2 separate regions of the Lactuca sativa genome follow, and region 1 is linked to region 2. A link is a contact called in public Hi-C data. All regions are on one chromosome and are shown on one strand. The core of a region is the stretch at or near the end of the contact, and the rest is flanking DNA. Distances in the headings are between cores, read along the strand shown.

What was found. A called contact is a pair of places that touch in the nucleus more often than the background predicts.
Region 1: a Hi-C map of bud shows a contact between it and region 2, with 2.9 times the contacts expected there. The contact joins the promoter of LOC111890742 here to the promoter of LOC111890771 in region 2. A contact is called at or near these places in 2 of 4 Hi-C or Micro-C datasets (bud and leaf).

The regions. Positions count from the first base shown.
Region 1 is chr5:310,734,183-310,736,925 of Lsat_Salinas_v11, reverse strand. LOC111890742 reads right to left here and starts at 1,344. Exons shown (of 1, transcript XM_023886827.3): 1 at 1-1,344. The coding sequence starts at 916. The coding sequence ends at 35.
Region 2 is chr5:310,605,455-310,608,279 of Lsat_Salinas_v11, reverse strand. It overlaps LOC111890771, which reads right to left and starts at 1,505. Exons shown (of 3, transcript XM_023886857.3): 1 at 993-1,505; 2 at 803-913; 3 at 10-717. The coding sequence starts at 1,478. The coding sequence ends at 559.

The DNA of each region.
Region 1 (2,743 bases), core at 95-2,594, 130 kb before region 2:
CAAAAACAAATCAGTTTGGGCATCATATATCTGTTCATTCATTCTTCCAAGCATACAATGTCAAACAAAAACCAGGACAAGGCAACCTGGAGGGAACTATAAACGGATCAGAAAATGTTGCGCTTTTCTCAACACCAGAACAAGTCTGAAACATGAACACTGCACTTCCGGTTGTCGATCCAAACAACCAGTTATGCACATCCCAGTATACTTCCACAGGAAGTCCGTCAACGGCGATGGTGTAATTCCCTCGGAACTTCCATAGCAGACGCTTCACCTGCATCACTATCTTCTCGTCCAAACGGACCACCAGTCGAGGATCAAGGCCGCAGGTATCACACTCGATCCGGAGGTCATGGATCTTACCATTATCTTTGAATTGAGCTTTCGTAGCAAACACTTTCTTCCCAAAAATGTGTTCTCTTTTCAAAACACGGAACGAATTCGACAACCCATTTGTTTTCTTGAAGGTTTCTTTTCTCAGATCCCCAATTAACAAAACGATTTCACCTTTAAAAGCAAGAACCAAGTAGAAACCTTCAACGGGTTCCGGGCTGGATCCGAATTTGGCATTTGTAAGGTCCCAACAGACATCAATGGCGACGAAATCGACTTGAAGACGTCTGGAACCTTTTCTTTTTGAGAAAATCGAAGGCTTCACATCGAGTCTGGAGAGACATTTATTCGACAGATCTTCGATTTCAACACTAAAGCAATGACCCACAAGATTCTTGCTCCAAGTGATGATTATTAAACGAGATTTACCAAGCAATTTACACTGGTAAACACATGTGACTAAGTTTTGAGAAGCTTTCGCTTTACTTACAGTCGCTATTGCTGCTGTGGTTGAACTTGTACATGACGCATCTGCAACTTGAACTCCATTCTCAGCAAAACAAGAGGGGAAATCCTTCATTCTCACAGGAATTCAAAATAAAAAAATAAAAAAACAATAATCCGTATCTACCATTCAGGTTGGATCTGGGAGAAGGAGGAAAAAAAGGAATGTAATGTAAATATGTAGAGGTGAAGAGGATTAGCAAATGAGTTAAATGGAGAGGAAATCTAAGAAGGGCATTTAAATAATGAGTAGAATTGGAGAAGATTGCTTGAGATTTGGAGTTAAATGAGAGAAGGGAATTGAAAAAGGAATAAAATAATGAAAGAACGACAGAGTGGTGGAATTGGCAGGAGTCTTTTGGCAAAAGAAGAAAGGGGAAAAGGAATTGAGAAATTGAGAAATTGAGAATGGAAGGGAGTGGGGGGAGTGGCAGAGGGGAGGGGTTTCGTGTATGTCACGTCCTACTCTCTCTGTCTTGGTCGTGCCAACCCACAAATTCGCTGGCCGGCCCCAAACCCTCTTTAATATTTATTTTGAGTTTGATTACAATATCTATCGGTATATCTTTACTCATCTTTGTTTTTCAATCTTAGAATATAGAGGAGAAAAAAGTATTTTTGGTATATTTTTCCTCTATTTTTTTCCATATTCAATCATACATCGGAATAACTTTAATTTCCAGATTAGTTTATATATACATATGATAATTTAAATTAATTGTTTTTATTTCTTTTAAAGGTAAAATGAATAAATTAAGCCATTTTTTCATTATTTTCCGAAGAACAACAAAATTTTGACATGATTCCACAAATAATCGTAAATTTTTGCAGTAAGTTCAATGCAAAATGTTAGTAGGCACTATGAAGTGTGAAATGATAGATTTTGCCTATAAATAATATGGTTTTTGACTAAAGTGGTATAAAAAACCGTTTCATGATCCACAACCGGTTTTCAAATCGAAACCGATCCGATATAGATACCGGTGTGGGTCTTGTTGAAACCGATCCAACGGTTGATATTGGTTTGAGTATTTTATAATTGAAACCGAATTGAAAAATCGGTTTAGAAACCTGTTTTCAAACCTACACAAAACGATTTTCATATAGAATAAAAATATAGTTTTCGATCAATTTATTGTTTATACAATGTTTTGGAGGTTTCTCGGGATCAGTTTACACCCCTTGTACTATCCTGAATGTCTGCGAAATATTTTTCTAACAATTAAAAATGGAAAAAATATCGTTTTGAACCCCTAAACGGTCATGAATGCAGTCAACCATTAAAGTTTAGTTAAACTCTGACACAAAAAGCATGTTTGGAAAATAAGAAGAAAATAGGTATTTTTCAAAATCAAATTCAAAATGATCCTAATTGTTCCTATAGGTTTATATATTTTTGATCGGAAATCGGTTTCTGGCTTCATTGAATCAAACCTAACCGGTTTTAACGATTTTAAAACCGATATGATTCCCAAAAACCCAGTATACCTACATTTTATAGTGGCCCACCTATGAAATGGGTCAACAGTGTGAAAATGTATATATTGTGAAATGGCCACTGAGATAAATGTTATTGTGAAATTGACATTGTGAAATAGTCCATTAAGAAATGTCATTGCGGAATGGCTACTTGCGAAATTGCGATTATTAAATAAGAAACAGTCATTGAGAAAGATCGCTAAGAAATAGCTACCGTCAAAATGGCACTGCGAAATAGCTACTGGTAAATAGGCACAGTGAAAATAATATGTTACTAAGAAATTTTCATTACATAGTGGTGTGACTCACAATCAAGGGGTGTGTCTAGCGGTTACACTCTGATGTCCAAGTTATGAGTGTATTACTTGAGAGAGAGAGAGAGAGAGAGAGAGAGAGAGAGAGAGAGAGAATTTAGGAGTAAAAT
Region 2 (2,825 bases), core at 256-2,755:
ACTATTTGTAAAAATTTCATTTTTTTTTGTCTTTCCATTTTTTTTTTCTAAAAAGCCAAAATTCAAGCCAACTTTTTTCCCCCTTTTTTTTCGTTATTGGTTGGATTTTGATTTTTTAAGCACGCCTTGCAAATAAGGGTGTATTATGTAGCTGTTGAATGTTTATCTAAATCTATTTTAATGATTTTGACTTTGGATTTTCTCTTTCAGCATATCTAATCGATATAATGCACCAAATAATGTCTTAGTGATGATGGATAATAGAAGTTTTATATGATATTATTGTTTTTATAACATTTGTTTGCATGATTACCTAATTGTGATGTTGCTTGTAAACAAAATAATTTAGATTGAATTGATAAATCTTTATGATTTTCACCTGTAAGTCCAAGTATTTCTTGAAAGCTAAAATACATCAATTAACTGCTCAAATGTAAAACAAAAATGAGTTGATCCAAAATGAATTCAATAGTTAGAAAAAACTGCATGTTCATAGAGATGGATGCACAAATGTGTGGCTTACATTGAAGAACATGCATCCATGACCTAATTTCTATGTCAAATTGTCAATCTGTAAAAACACCCAATGCGATTACGCAAAAATTCAAAGCAATTACCACACGAACAACTCAATTTGATGTTTAAATTCCCATCATCAAGTCGTCTGATTCTCACAAACTCCCCTCTCACTTCCTCTTCCTCTTGCTCCACGATTGCCTAAACACATTTACACATCAAATCTTTATAAATTAATTGATTGATTAATAAACAAAAAACACGATTAAAAATGGAGTTTAATTACTTCAGAAGGATTGCCATCTTCAACGTCTTCTTCTGATACTCCAATTTTACCTCTAACTTCCCAACACCTGTTTGCGATATCGGTCACCATTTCTTCCGTTTTCTTCAGTCTCTGTTTAAAGAAAGATTAGTCGTCTTCTGTGAAAGAAAATAAAGAAAGATTGTTGTTCAAGAACACAACGACGACGAACCTTGAATTGGGGACTCTCACTTCGATTTGAAGACGCTGGCGCCGGTGTGATGGGTTTCCGAACAGTTGAAATGGTGTCAGACAATGTCCGGCGAAGTGGGTTTCTTCTTGGTGGCTCACGGGCCTTCTGAGGCGTTGAGGTGGTGGTGGTGGTGGTTGTTGTATGTTCTTGATCGGGAGATGTAACGATGTCTGATACAGTTGGGCTGATTGCGTTGTGGGTATCGACGGCAGGAGTGGCCGCTACTGCATCACGGAAAGAAGTTGCCGGAATGGTGAAAATTGCACGGCCATTAGCGGCGGCGAGGTGTGGGTCTAGAGTGGTTGTGTCAGTGGGTGGGATGCTTAGTTTGGTGAAGCCAGGGAGATGATGAGGGGTGTTTCCGGTAAGGTTTGTGGTGGATGAAGATGGTTGGCGGCGGAGTTCATCGGTGAAACCGGTCTTGGTGGGTGGCAAAAAGCCACTAGTTTCTTGATCGCTGTTCATTTCTATCAACTTAACCAAATACTATTATCTCTCAATTCAATTATGGGATAATTGAACCCTATTTATATGGTTATTAAATGATGTTTTACTTTTTTTTTTCTTAATTTATGCAGCAAAATTATTTTCCAAATGAAGGATTCAACCAAGTTTCAATTTCACATGTTTAAAAATTACCTACGTAATTTACACTATAAAATTTGATATGTCATGTTTTTATTGCATCTCACATATATTGGCTCTTAAGATTTTTTAATTTTTTTTTTCACTTTTTCATTTTATGATTTTTATTTTATTTTATTAAATTTCATATAATATTCAAATTTAATAAATGTAATTTCTAGATTTCTAAATTGAATCTTATTATTTTATTTGTTTATTTATTTATTTGTTTGTTTATATTTAAAAGAGAAATGAACAATTCAATTTCAATAATTCAATGTTTTTTTTATTACAAATTCAAACTCCTAAATGTTAGTATATCTTTATAACTTTTTTTTATAATAAATCAGTATAATACACATGTTTTACAACTAGTAAACTAATGAAAAAAATAAACACACAATAAATATGGTATTTAATTATTATTAGACCCTTAAACCTCATTTATGAATTCTTATGTTATTCATGGACTATCATAATTGAACATTACAAAAAAAAAATGTCTTTTTATTTAACTTGTAATTACTATAAATAAAATGCAAAAATTATAATTGTTCCGAGTCATAAACCTAAAGCATAAATATTTGAGAATTTCTTCATAGATATGGTTATTCAACAAGGTTTCAATGTGCTTGATTTCTTTTGGTAATGATGGTGTGCGGACTATTTAACGAAAACATCTTTATCAAGATAAGATATCAATACTAAACAGATTGTATTGTGTTTAACACATATTGAATTGCAAGGGGGCACGACCCCCTTGCACGGTCCTATGAGCACGTAACATCCCAAAAACTCAGATTTTTTTTTTCAAAACCAATCCAAAGACCATAATTGTTTACAAAAAGTTGTTCCAAAAATGATAATCATAATCAGAGTATCCCAAAATCCAGTAAAACCAGAAGGATGTGCATGATTACGCTTTTGCCAAATCGCATTAAACCCCTTAGCAATCCAAGGTAGCTTGGTGATGAAATCCATGGTCAATTACTCTCATTTCAACATGGGGACCTCCAAAGGTTGAAGCTTACCATGTGGCCTCTGGTGCTCGGCCTTGACCATCTGACAGGTCAAGCACCTCTCAACATAACAAGATATCACCCTCTCCATGTACGACCACTAATAACTGAGTCGTAAATCCCGATACATCTTGGTGGCTACAAGGTGTATTGAAAATCTAGACTTGTG